3 separate regions of the Mus musculus genome follow, and regions 1 and 3 are each linked to region 2. A link is a contact called in public Hi-C and HiChIP or PLAC-seq data. All regions are on one chromosome and are shown on one strand. The core of a region is the stretch at or near the end of the contact, and the rest is flanking DNA. Distances in the headings are between cores, read along the strand shown. Region 1 has its middle 8.0 kb from the start of Gm2848. Region 2 overlaps Sema4d (sema domain, immunoglobulin domain (Ig), transmembrane domain (TM) and short cytoplasmic domain, (semaphorin) 4D). Region 3 overlaps Syk (spleen tyrosine kinase).

The links. Hi-C and Micro-C count contacts between places; a contact is called where the count stands out from the background. HiChIP or PLAC-seq counts read pairs in DNA pulled down with a chosen protein or histone mark.
Region 1: a contact with region 2 is called in an H3K27ac HiChIP or PLAC-seq map of acute myeloid leukemia, with 5 times the contacts expected there. The contact joins two enhancer-like sites. A contact is called at or near these places in 3 of 115 datasets of contacts at active chromatin or transcription factors (acute myeloid leukemia, astrocytes and embryonic stem cells).
Region 3: a contact with region 2 is called in a Hi-C map of bone marrow-derived macrophages, with 11 read pairs. The contact joins two enhancer-like sites. A contact is called at or near these places in 1 of 484 Hi-C or Micro-C datasets (bone marrow-derived macrophages), 1 of 115 datasets of contacts at active chromatin or transcription factors (microglia) and 1 of 9 other capture datasets (embryonic stem cells).

What each region holds. Positions count from the first base shown.
Region 1 is chr13:52,563,012-52,567,411 of GRCm38.p6, forward strand. No RefSeq gene overlaps it. Among named protein-coding and RNA genes, the nearest start is that of Gm2848, 8.0 kb to the right of the region's middle. Within about 2 kb of position 3,005, at least 56 of the 459 cell types and tissues checked have an H3K27ac peak or open chromatin away from gene starts, as enhancers often do. A contact at or near this core is called in acute myeloid leukemia, where this site is marked.
Region 2 is chr13:51,707,925-51,712,759 of GRCm38.p6, forward strand. Sema4d (sema domain, immunoglobulin domain (Ig), transmembrane domain (TM) and short cytoplasmic domain, (semaphorin) 4D) reads right to left here. Exons shown (of 16, transcript NM_013660.5): 9 at 4,755-4,835; 10 at 3,525-3,700; 11 at 3,276-3,432; 12 at 1,988-2,210; 13 at 951-1,066. Among named protein-coding and RNA genes, the nearest start is that of Secisbp2, 59 kb to the left of the region's middle. Within about 2 kb of position 3,012, at least 38 of the 459 cell types and tissues checked have an H3K27ac peak or open chromatin away from gene starts, as enhancers often do. A contact at or near this core is called in acute myeloid leukemia, bone marrow-derived macrophages and microglia, where this site is marked.
Region 3 is chr13:52,634,000-52,638,161 of GRCm38.p6, forward strand. It overlaps Syk (spleen tyrosine kinase), which reads left to right. Exons shown (of 14, transcript NM_011518.2): 10 at 4,039-4,162. Among named protein-coding and RNA genes, the nearest start is that of Syk, 39 kb to the left of the region's middle. Within about 2 kb of position 2,427, at least 65 of the 459 cell types and tissues checked have an H3K27ac peak or open chromatin away from gene starts, as enhancers often do. A contact at or near this core is called in bone marrow-derived macrophages and microglia, where this site is marked.

The sequences.
Region 1 (4,400 bases), core at 1,755-4,254, 860 kb after region 2:
GTTGTGTACACACCTGCACAATGCTCTTCCTTTATGCACAGAGCTGTGCGAATGCACCTCCTGGACCTCCTTATGATCTCATTGATGGAAGAGATTCTTGCTTCATCTTTTAAACCTGGATAGAGATGACCTCCATCGACCATCATCACTTCAGAGGGCCCAAAATAATACTGATAGCTATGGTTAAATGTTAAGGCTCTCTTTCTCCATGCCCACGGTCACATCATTTAGGTCTAAGTGTGACAGAGCAAGAAGACCTTGTGTTCTTCCCAAGGACACTTCAGACTTAACTAAAATCTGATCTTGATTGAGAATCCCATGGGAAATGACCCAACCCAGTTCTATTCTAGGAACCTAGAGTCAGGATACCTCTTAGGTTCTGTTAGACTGTTTGCTTGGACAAACCGCCCCCTGAAGCTGCTGAGTGAGATATCAGGGTATAGTTTTGCCTTTTAAAAGCCCCTTGGTCTAAATATTCAGGGCTACAGGTGGGTCCCTGAAAAATTGAGTGTAGTCCCGGCTCGCTGGAATAGACTTTGAGTTGGCTATAAACAGAGTGGTCATCTCTGGTACATACTCTGTAACATAAGCATGCCACATTCTTATTTTAATACATCCCGTCTTCAACTCACTGACTTGTTCTGAAATTTTTCTCTGCAGCAAAAGTCAGGTCCCAACTGCATCTAAGTAGCAGTCTCTCAGAAGAGTTCCTGGCGATGTTGGTTATATTACAGGGAGATAGGCAACACACGGCAAGATAAAGGCCCATGGGAGCCAATATTAATCTGGCTCATGACCTGTAATAATCGAGCCATTGAAGTTCCAATCAGTCAACCTTGTAAAATGTCTAGCACAAGCATGGCCTTTTAAGAACTCCAGCTGATGGCGCCCACATTTACTTCATGACTCAGAGAGGGCGAGACAGCATCCCTCACAGAACTTGACAAAGGGCTGGTGGGTGAGGCTATAGAGGATAAGCAAGGTGCACAGCCAGCCAGGGTTGTCCTGTGATGCAGATGAAATCATATGAGGTTTGATGCCCAGTTCTGTGGGGTCAGATGTCAGCGCCTGCTACAACTGCATAAACTAGCTCTGGTCTGCATCCGCTGCTTACAAAGTCAGATTGGTCCAAAATCCTTTGTACAGAAGGACAGCCAACTCTTCAGAGTTAATCCTGCATCTCTAAATAACCAGCTAACAGCCAGCACAGGTGTGTCGGGAAAGGCATTTGGAGGGGCACTGTCTGAAACTCCTCCTGGGTGAAGCACACCCCCCACTCCAGGTGACTGATGGAGCTAAACCGGCCCTCACAAGATTTGCTCCTGTGACTGGTTGGGGAGAGAGCCACACCTGGAGCCCTGGAGCCCTGGAGCCCTGGAGCCCTGGAGCCCTGGAGCCCTGGAGCCCTGGAGCCCTGGAGCCCTGGAGCCCTGGAGCCCTGGAGCCCTGGAGCCCTGGAGCCCTGGAGCCCTGGAGCCCTGGAGCCCTGGAGCCCTGGAGCCCTGACTCCTAAAACCATTGTCTGGGCTGGGCTTCCCTTGAGGACATTCCTCTGCCAATCAAATCAGGTGCTAAAGACAGCTGGTATGAGCAGTTTTCATAGTCACGTGGGTGATGTACTTAAAAGTTCGGTTTTTTGTTTTGTTTTGTTTTAAGATCTTGAGAATCTCGTGTAGCCCAGACTGGCCTTGAACTCACCACGTAGCCAAGCATGACTTCAAGCTTCTGATCCATCTGCCTCCGCCTTCTGAGTGCTGAGGTTGCACAAATCATTTATGTGGTGCTGGGGATCGAACCCAGGACTCCAGGAGTTCTAGGCAGACACTCCACCAACTGTGAATCACTTTTGTTTTTTGTTTTTCATAAAATGTTTAAAGTATTGGCTGCTTAGAAGCCTTTGATAATAACTTGCTCACCAGAATGGAGAAGGTCTGCAGTGACTGTGGACACCAGACATCGCTGTGTATGGATGTGGCTTCAGGAAACCAGGTAAAGAAATGTTCGTTCAGTGACCTGAGCATAGAGGTCACATTCAAGCTAAAGAAGGAACTAACCCCAGACCAGCCAAAAATCCCTGCTTGTTCATTATGATAATCTGGCATTCACATCTGAATCCTAGCAACTATGGCTAGACATTTTTTCAAGGTTTTTGAAAACAACCTGTGACATGCACACGTTCTCCAAATGGGCAATTTCGGAGGCAGCAGCCCATACCGAATGCCTGGCAGAGGATGTCACCATGGTGTCATTTAGTCTCACAGTCAGTTCCCCAAAAGCAGAAGAACTTCCATTATGGGCGCATTAATAACTGCTATAAATAGAGCCCGGGAAGAATACAAAGCGGTTATCGTGTCTCGTCATGCGTGAAATGTAAGGACTCTGTTAAAGAGGACAAGGTCTCACTGGTGCCTTCATGTCTGAGCTGGCTCTCCTGGAATGGGATTGCATCCTTGCTGTGTGTTCTTAGCCTCCTTTTGGACAGGGAGCCCTTGTCCAGATGAGACTGGTTTTGCTAAAAGCTGGCAGCTGTTACCAGTTGCTCACTTAGAAGGAAGATGTCTGTCTGGCTGACAGTATAGTGCCCTCTGCTGGATTTCAAGTCAGGTCGGGCAAGGAAAACCTCTAGGAAACTTTCCCTTTCCCTCTCTTTATGTGTGTGTGTGTGTGTGCGCGCGCGCGCGCGTATGTGTGAGTGTGCGTGCATATTTGTACATGTGTATATGTATATGTGTGTATATGTGTATATATGTATGTGTGTACATACACACACACATACACAAACACTGTGCAGGTGCATGTGTGTACATGTGTGCACATGTTTGTGGGAGTCAGAGTACAACCTCCAATGTCATTCCTCAAATGCCTTCCACCTTTTTTTTGAAGGACGGTTGCTCTGTGGCCTGGAACTTTGCCAAGCAGTCTTGGTACTCCTGGAGTTCACCCATCTCCACCTCCACCTCCCTGGCTCTGGAATTACAATCGTGTGTGGCCATACATGGCTTTTGCCCAAGGATTGAAGTCAGGTACACACGCATGTGCAGCAAGCACTCTACACTGAGTGGTCTACTCAACCTAGGTCACTCATTTTTGATAAAGCTCGTGAGACCTATGAGGAGGTCTCCATGGGAGTCAAGTAGGACTGTTACGGTTGGAAAATATCTCACTCTCCACAGCCATAGCTGGGATATTTGAAGGTCAACTGAAGACAAAGATACAGTAGGAGCCCAGCAAGGTGCACAGAGCTCATTCTGAGGCCCTGGTGCCTGCAGTCCCAGTTGCACCTCTTCGCAGTAATGGAGACTCGGAACTTGAAAAAGAGAATGATGTAAGTGGTTGACACACTGTGTTAAGCCTCACCATTTCAACAAAGCTGCTCACCACCTGTACTCCAACTTCCTTTTGAAAGCCGCAAAACTTGAAAGCGTGCAGACCATGGGTATGGGACCCAAGGTCACTGCCTGCTCAGGGGTAGAGAAGAGACGAATCCATTCATTCTCCCCTGCGGGTCCTGATCTTGGAAGAGCTTCCCTAAGTCAGTGCGCATCACAAGGGAGCCTCAGCCAGGAACTGTGGCTGACTAACTCCAATCTCCTTACACCAGGAGATGCTGGCTAGCCCTAACTGTTCCCCCAGCAGAGCGGTTTATCATAAAGATGCCAGAAACCCAGTGTTAATCCCAGAGTTTTCAAAGTGGAAAAAAAAATTCAACATGAAACCAGCAGACCAGTAAGGGAGCAGAGGTCCCGGGAGAAGGGGTCATCAATGGGAAAGCATATTCCCAGAAGAGAAGTTCTTTCATTCATTCCATAGTCACTGGGCATTGCCACAGGCTAAGCATGACTTCTTCCCCACCCCACCCCACACCTGCCCCCTGTGCTGAAGAAGCAAGATGTGTGTGTGGCCGCTGGCCCCCGTCGGGCTGCCATGCCCTCCAGCACCTGTTGGGTGGCCCCATTGTCCTTTCCTGTGGTGCCTCACACTCCCGGAGCTGTGACCAAAGCCACAAAAAGGCAGTTTCATAAGAGCCCTCCGAGTGTGCAGGTCCTTCAATAAACAATTTGAAAGGTGAGAGGCTCACACTGAGAGCTTTAGTCACACACGTCCCATAGGTGCAGAAGGGGATGGATGGCTTGCGCTGCCCTGGCCCCAGTGGATGTCCCTCTGATGTCTTTGATGTACCATCTGGAGGCATTACCACAGAGCACCCGGGAGCTCACACGGGTGCAGATCTGCATGGCTACTGCTAATGGAACTCCAGAGCTATCCAGATTTGGCCCACTCACTGTCTCTTAATAGAATCGCCCCACCTGAGGCCTTGAACCTTGGGAACAGGAGCACAGGTTTTGCAAATTGTTGCAAAGATTAGAGATAAAGACCCTGGGTGCTTAGTGTCCCACAGT
Region 2 (4,835 bases), core at 1,762-4,261:
GAACTAGAGGTATGAACCATACTGCACCCCACTTAGGGGCTTAAAAAATACCTATTCATTCATTCATTCATTCATTCATTCATTCATTCATTTTTGAGACAGGGTCTCCCTACATAGTTCTGGCTGCCCTGAAACACACTATGTATACCAGGCTGGCCTTGAACTCACAAAGATCTACCTGCCTCCACCTCCCGAGTGCCAGGATCAAAGGTTTGCACTACTACCATCTGGCTGGAGCTTTTTATGAAAACTTCGGGCAATACATAGCATGGCTTCGAGGGCAGGTTTGGTCATCTATGTGTTTCCGTGGCTCGTGGGAGCCACAGTGCAGAGCTGAGCCCCCGTGACTGAGGCCTCTGCAAAGGCTGCCCGATGCACAGGGCGGTATGGCAGGAGCTCTAGAGGGTGACCTGTTAGTTCTCTTTTTTTTTTTTTAAAAAAGATTTATTTATTTATTACATGTAAGTACACTGTAGTTGTTTTCAGACACACCAGAAGAGGGCATCAGATCTCATTACAGATGGTTATGAGCCACCATGTGGTTGCTGGGATTTGAACTCAGGACCTCTGGAGGAGCAGTCAATGCTCTTAACCATTGAGCCATCTCACCAGCCCCTGTTATTTCTCCTTACAAATTAGCAAAATGTCATGTCCCACCAGCACAATCTGCATTTTTTTTTCAGGTTCAAGGCACAGACATTTCCCCAGGTTAGGGACCTCCCAAAAGCTCCAGTGGCTTAGTACAATCAAGGCCCCTGGCTCTCCCATGCCTCCTCCCAAGCCTCAGATCCCATGCTGTGTACGCCAAGTTCACCTGGGCCAGAGGCTGCCAAGCCTTGAGAGACCCATCCTAGCCAGTCCTAGCCACAGAGAAGCTACAAGGGAGACAAGCGCCTGGACCTGACCCCCACCCCTAAAACCAACCAACCAACCAACCAAACCCACATTACCTTCTTTGACGATAGCAGCAGAGTTAGGACCGGTTCAGAGTCCCGGAAGAGTTGGGTCTCCTCGATGACATGCACCTCTTTTGTGAGGATGACTGCTTTATGCAGAGCTCCCCGGTCTGCAAGGTCAGAACACAGGTGAGCAAGGAGGCCCTAGAGGGACAGGCCCAGGGTGGCACCCTGGTTAATTTTTTTGTTTTTGTTTTTGTTTTTGTTTTTTCAAGACAGGGTTTCTCTGTGTAGCCCTGGCTGTCCTGGAACTTACTTTGTAGACCAGGCTGGCCTCGAACTCAGAAATCCACCTGCCTCTGCCTCCCGAGTGCTGGGATTAAAGGTGTGCGCCACCACGCCCGGCAACAGAAATGAAACTAGGAGAGAGACTCCAGCCTTGGCGGCAACCACTCACACTCGTGGATAACTCAAGCCATCCCCTCAATGGGGCACTCAGAAGAGGACAACCCTGTCCTATGGTGGATTCCAATGACCTTCACCAACAAGGTTACACCCTGACACCTGAGCCACATTCAGTATAAGGTGGCCGTTGCACTTTACTGGTCTTCCAGGGGAGGTTAGGGGCCCAGGCAGGCAGACGAGGGCAAAATGTTCAAGTCATCTGGGAAGCTCTAAGGGTAGCCCCTGGGGCTCTGGCAGCTGCCATGCTCCAACTTTCCATCCCCATCCCAGAAGACATCTGAGAGAGAGTTGCATCTCCAAAGGCAGCTCGGGGCAGGACAGAACCTGGCTCCTACCTAGGAGGGGGCAGAGTCTCCCACTACCAATTAGGAAATACCAGGCCAGTCCCACTAGTCCCATGACAACAGGGACTATTTAACTCCACTCCAGCCCAGGTACGACAGGTTGGGACTTGCATTAGTAACCAGTGCCCCAGGTGCCTGATGGCCACAGAGACTCATAATCCCAGGTGCTGTGATACCTCAGAAATCCTTTTCTGCTGTCACAAACCTTCCTGGTACCTGGAGAGACCAAACCTACCTATAGATGGCTAAAAGTGAATTTCCCAATCTTACCAAGGAACCCACCTGTGCTGATGAACATGACGTCGTAGAAAGTCCCATCCAGGGCCTGGGTCCTGTCTACCACTATCTGGGTGTAGTTTACATCTTTTTTGATCAGCTTGGGTCTGTTGTCTATCGGGGTCACTGAGTCATCCATCAAAGGGTGGTCTTTTACAAACTGCAGTGTTTTGTCTGGGAGATTCAAGGAGCTGGTGTAGTTGGCTGCCCGGGCCTCACTGTCGATACACTGTGGGGTAAAAGCACCGCGGTCACATGCCCACTTAGCTTCAACTGAGCACACAGAAGAGAAGCCCTGGAGGGCCATGGTCACACTTCTCCAAAGAGTAACAGGGGCTAAGGTGACCTCCCCAGAGACAAAGAGCTGTGCTTTTAAAGCCACGGGACATAATTGTCTCAGGATCAGTAGAGGAATTAGTAGCCAATGAAAAAACTTAGCAAACTTCCAGATTAAAAAGCACTCATTTCACAGCTTTTCTATGAGAAGAAAGTATGCCAAAGGAAGCTTGTTAAATATTGTTATACAGACACACACACACAGAGAAAGAGAGAGAGAGAGAGAGAGAGAGAGAGAGAGAGAGAGAGAGAGAGAGAGAGAGAGAGAGAAAGAGAGAGAGAGAGAGAGAGAGAGAGAGGAGAGAGAGGAGAGAAAGCCAGATTCTGGGTAGCACAAAAGAAAAAAAAGTTGTAAAGAGTTTTTTTTTTTTGGTCCCAGCTCCCTAGCCATGTTTTACTGAACACCTGAATTATGAGTTATGAGAATAACCAGGTGTCGAGGCCAGACACTCACAGAACAGTCCATCCTGGGAGAGCTTCAAGAGCCAAGCCCCTCCATACCCACACCCATCCACCACGTGGCAACAATATGCAGGCAACCCTAGAATTTTCTTTACTAATTTACTGTATCTAGGAGGAAAGAATATGATTCCTGTTATCTAGTGGACAGGCTGCCTCAGGAGACAGCCCAGGCTGACAAACAGGTTTTTTTTGTCTGCAGGAAATGGGAAATGAAGCAAGCCTGCCATTGTGCAATGTCCACTTCTCAAAGGAGCCCGGCGGTAGACTCTCTCGTCCGGGCAGCATGCAGTGAGGCCTGCTACCCAACACAGAGGAGATCAGAAAGGAACAGCTTCACTGTTCACCCCAGGCCCGGCAGCTACTCAGCCCAGCACCCAGATTCCTGTTGCCATGCAACCCTCTGCCGGGATGCACTAGGATCTGTGTGGTCTCATGCTTGGGGGGCCTTGAGATCCAGAGAAGATGAGCCCTCCCCAGAGCTCGAGACCCTGCTTACCGCTCCAGGTCGGGGAGTGGGCACTGGGCCATTGTAGCGCACCCACTTGGTGTGAGACTGCTCCACTGTGGCACTCTGCATGTACTTTCCACGGGAGAAGACTGCCTCCACCGTGGCCAGTGTGTAGGCGCACACCGCTGACAGACCCACATTGTTCCTGTGGAGGGGAATCCGTGAGAGTGTCAGGAGGGCAGGAGGTCGTCAGGGTGACCAGGCCCCAACTGCCAAGGGACTCACAAGTGAACTCACAGCTGTGGGGTGAAGACCGCATAGAACACAGGCTCCTTGAGGCCCGGGGCCCTCAGCACAAACACATCCTGAAGTATGTTGAAGACCAGGCCACTGTCTGGCTTGGAGCAGATCAGCCTGGCCTTTAGGAAGGAGGTCCACTTTTTTTGCAAAGTCCGCAGGCCGCCCTGGTCGCCCTGGAATTCCAGAGACAGCACATGGTAGAGGCAGGACAGATGACTAGCCACAGAAGCAGGCGTCCATATGTCCCCAACCACGGCCTAGCCCAAGAATACTGAAGACAAGTTATGTAACCAAAGCAATACTTCCATGTGGGACAGGATCACAGAATACGAAAAGAGCCAAACACATTCAATGACAAGCAAAACCACCCCATCTGTGTCACATCAGCGTGCCACTGGCTTTGGCTCCTGCAGCATTCCCAGCTGTGACCCAGGAGTTAAACAAGTGATGGGAGGCCTCCTTCCCACCACAGACCCTGGCCCCGCAGACCATCCTAGGGCAAACACATGATCATCCACTAAGAGCTCCTTTTGTGCCCTCTTTGCCTGCTCAATCCTAGTCATTTTCAGGGAGCTGACGACTGAGACAACACAGACAGTTACAAACTATACTCCACTCTGGGCTGGAAAGAAATAAGGCGGCTCCCGTGTGCGTGATTGCATTTTCTGCAATTTCAGTTACCTGTGATTAGTGACACACTGAAAATATCACAAGTGCTCACTCTGACTAATTTTTTCCTCTTTGAGTTTCTTTCCTTTCATGTATGTGTGTATGTGCGGTGTGTCTCTATATGAGTGTTCGTGTGTGGGTGCATCTGGAGGCCAGAAGTTGATGTCAGGAACCATCCACCTTATTCTTTGAGGCAAGGTCTCATAATCAAACTCAGAGCTTGCCGATGAGGACAGCCCCACTAGCAGGCCCTATCTCCACTTTTCTACAGAGGATCCGCTCAGCATCTATAGGTTCTGGAGATCTGAACGCTGGTCCTTTTGTTTCCGTGGTAAGCATTTTAACCACTAAGCCATCTTCCCAATCCTACTTTGGGTCTCAAGAGAAACCATGCACATACCTCTAAAACTCTTATTGCTGGTCTCTTACTGTGCCTCAACTGTACATTAAACTTTGCCGCAGGGGTCTCTACCCATAGGAGATGGCCACACTTCCAGAGAGGAATCTTGGAGTGGCATCATGCAGGACTGTGGGTGGGAACAGGGAGACAGCACCCACCTTGCACACCCTGGCAACTCGCGGGATCATCAACTTGAAGACGAATTCGTACTCCACGGATACCTCCGTAAAAAAGAAGTA
Region 3 (4,162 bases), core at 1,177-3,676, 930 kb after region 2:
CCCCGTCCACCTTGCTTTTTGAGGCAGGGTCTATCACTGGAATCTGGAGCTTACCAATTAGGCTATGGAAACTGGCCAGAGAAGCGCAGGAATTCACCTGTCTCTGCCTCCCCAGTGCTGCGATTATAGCTGTGTACCACAAACATCTTTTTATATGCTGGGGTCTTGGGGGTCGAAGCCCAGTCCTCATGATTTCACGGCGAGCCCTTTACAGACTGAGCTGCCTCCCCAGCCCAATAGTGATACTTTTTAAAAGAAAACCATGTCTACTCCTGATCCGTTGGGTGTTTGTCCTCACCTTGGTGCATTAACTAAGAATTGTAGAGTAGTGTTTTAGAACTGGCAGGAGTCTTGTGCCTGGTTACAGAGAGATCCCAGCATTCCTTTGGGTGTGGCTTATGTCTGTATGATGACTGCTGTCTGACAGACTGAAGACATGCTATTTTGTTCCGATAATTCTGCAAGTTCTTTAGTCCTGCATCTATGCTGAATTTTGTTGAACCCCATCCCCCACCCCCCCACCCCCCCACTACCCCCCCTCCCCCACTCCACTGAGCTCACTTTGTGCTTCTCTTTCTTTCCTGTGATGAGTTACAGCCATAGATTTCAGACCTTAAACATGTCCCTCCATCTTGGGGTAAACTCCCTCACCTTTGTTCATTACATCTCCTTCCATAAGCAACTGAATATAACCCATGAGTATTTCTCCTAGAATTTTTCCTATCTGTGCTCATGAAGTGTCCTAATTACTGTTCTATTGCTGTGATGAGACACCGTGACCAAGGTAACTTATAAAAGGAAGCAATTAATTGGGGGCTTGTTTAGTTTTAGAGGGTGAGTCTCTGAACATCGTCACAGCAGGAAGATATGGCACTGGAGCAGTAGCTGAGTGTATATCTTATTTGCAAGTTGGAGGCAGAGAGCAAGAAACCTCAAAGCTCACCCCCAGTTACAGATCTCTTCCAACAAGGACACACCTGCTAAACATTCTCAAAACAGTTCTACCAAACTAGGGGCCCAGCCTTCGGATATATGAGCCTACCGAGGTTTTTCTCATTAAACCACCACGTGAAGTTATCAGTCAATTGCTTTCTTACAATTCTCATAATGGAGTCTTACTCTCTTACCTGTAAAAGAGCTCAGTGCTTGGAAGACCAGGAGTTTCATAGTCTCTTCCTGGGCCACCGTAAACAGTCAGGAATTGGAACAATAGTAGCCTCTTAGAATTAGTGGGATATTATCTTTCCCCTCTGCTTTTCTAGAAGACGTGGTATTTTCTTTTTTAAATGTCTAGAGGAATCAAGAAACCTTTTCTAACTTCTTAATTTAGATCCCTGCCTCACACCACAGATGTAATGATAGACCCAACTATGAAAGCCAAAATAGGTGGCTAGAGATGACAGAATGGAGCCTCCCATGTTCCCGGGAGGGCCCAGAGAGGCTTCTAGGGTGATGATAATATCTAAATCCTCCTGTCAGGCCACAGGCTGTGTTCTAGATCACCACACTAGCTGTGTGTACTTTCCTGTGTGTGTGTGTCCCACTAATTCTGTTATTTGACCTAGTGTATTTGTTAGGTGTGTGTGTGTGTGTGTGTGTGTGTGTGTGTGTACGTACATGCATGTGGTTTGGGGATCAAGCTCCAGCCACCAAGCTTGGCAGAGAGTATCTTTACCACCTGAGCCCCCACACGGCCCATTTCCTGAATAGTTCTGTTTTGATTCATCGGTTTGAAGGTTCAACAAAAGAAACAACTTCTCATGCTTGTGGAAATTTTACCACAGGTAATTTTTCAAAGCATACCTAGTTAATGTTTGTTCTTTCTTTTAAGCCACATTTTGCTAGAATACTTTCAAGAGTTCAGCATGATCCATGTGATGTTTTTGTGAGGGAATAAAAAAAAATCCATATTTTCGAAACACATTGAGGCTTGCTTAAAAGTAACCAAGCCCAGTGGGAGAGAAGTGTTTCTTTCTCTTTAACTCTGAGCTTGAACAGAATGTGTGCTTCTGATTGGGCATGTTGTGTACACACCTGTGGCCCCCCAGAGCCCCAGAGGTAGAGACAGGGGGATCAGAAGTTTAAGGTCATCTCCTACTATACAGCTAGTTTCAAGCCACAGTGGATTATGTAAGACCCGGACTCAAAGAAAAAAAAAAAGCAAAGCAATGTATTTTTATTTTTTAAATTCTGGGCCCAGAGGCTCATTTGCAATATCATAAAGAAACTTTGTATTCCTTTATGCATGTAGGCAGAACCTAGCTGGGAAACCACATGACACTGCAGCAGGCTGTATGTGTGTCACAACAGGGGAACTTTGTTGAAGCTGGTTGAATATTTCACAATTCGGGGCTTTCCTCAGCCTGGACCATTCTCCATTGCTGTCCACTACACCGGGGTTCACAGGCAGTGGGGCATGGTTCCTCTGTCTGTAAAAGAACAGCTGTAGAAAGAATCTCTTGTGTACTGTATGGAATCATTACCATCATACAGAGCACCAACCACAAACCAGAGAACAATCCCCGAAGTCCAATTTGGGGAACCAGTGACTGGGCACGCATGTGGGGGTTACTCACAGGAGCTGCGTGTGCCGCTGAGAAGTCTGGGCCTCAGTGTGGATGGTGGCCTCTACAGGATGTAGGGTCCCCTAGATGCCCCCTCTCGGGCTCCTGTTAGCTTTCACAGTCGTATGCTCTAGCACCTCCCAAGACCGTGCGTCTATGTTCAGTTAGGACAGGATCTCACACAGATGACTGGGAAGCGCCGGGGGGAGTTCCAGGAATCAGGGTAACAGTCCAGTGAGCATCTCCACCCCTTCCTTATATGGAGGAGCACCAGCATTTGAAGCTGGTCTTTCTTCTCTCTTGCAAAAGGCATAGCTGATCAGATGGAAAGAGCAGGTGTTATATTCAGAGGACGTTAAAGATGATCTTAAACCAACGATCCTCCTGTATCCACCTCTGGGGCTCTGGGGCTCACAGGTGAGCACCCCCATGGCCGGTCTGAAGCACACGAGTTGTTCAAGCTCAGAGTTAAAGGGAAAGAAACACTTCTCTCCCACTGGGCTTTGTTACTTTTAAGCAAGCCTCAACATGTTTCGAAAATACAGATCTTTTTCAATTTCTCACAAAAATATCACATAGATCGTGTTGAACTCTTGAAAGTATTCTAACAAACTGTGGTTTAAATGAAAGAATAAACATCAGCTATGTGTGATTTGAAAATTTACACCTGCCGGGCAGTTGTGGCACACGCCTTTAATCTCAGCACTTGGGAGGCAGAGGCAGGCGGATTTCTGAGTTGGAAGCCAGCCTGGTCTGCAGAGTGAGTTCCAGGACAGCCAGGGCTACACAGAGAAACCCTGTCTCGAAAAAACAAAAACAAACAAACAAACAAACAAACAAATAAACCCCAAAAGAAAGAAAGAAAGAAAGAAAGAAAGAAAGAAAGAAAGAAGGAAAATTTGCACCTGTGATAAAATTTTCACAAGAAGGAGAAAAATGGTACTAGCTATTTATCTTGATGTGTGTGTGTGTGTGTGTGTGTGTGTGTGTGTGTGTGTGTGCAGGTACTCCTGACACAGCACATATATAGAGGCCAAGGGACAACCCTTGGATGTCACCTCTTACCTTTCACCTTGTTTCAAACCGCCTCTGGGGATTCACTGCTGGCCCCACGAATCTCCATAGATTCTCCCCTAGAAGCCCTGGGGTTGCAGACATCTGCTATCCAACTTTCTGTGGGTTCTGGGGATCTGAACTCTTAACCTCACTCTTGCATGCGCTTTTTACACTGGGTTATCTCCCCAGCCCATGGCCGTTTCTTGTTTGTTTTTTTTTTTTCGTTTGTTTGTTTGTTTGTTTTTGGGTTGCTTTGTTTTGTTTTTCTGAATGGCTTTAAGAGATTCTCATTGGGCAGCGGGTGTCAGCACCATTCCCCTCCACCCCCCTCCCCCCAACACACACACAATGTGACTACAGAGAAGAGGACCTCTAGGCAGTTTGGAAAGTTTCTCACAAGTTACAATCTGTGTCACAGAGTTGTGAAAACCGTGGCTGTGAAAATCCTGAAGAACGAGGCCAACGACCCGGCTTTGAAGGACGAGCTGCTGGCAGAGGCGAACGTCATGCAGCAGCTGGACAACCCCTACATTGTGCGCATG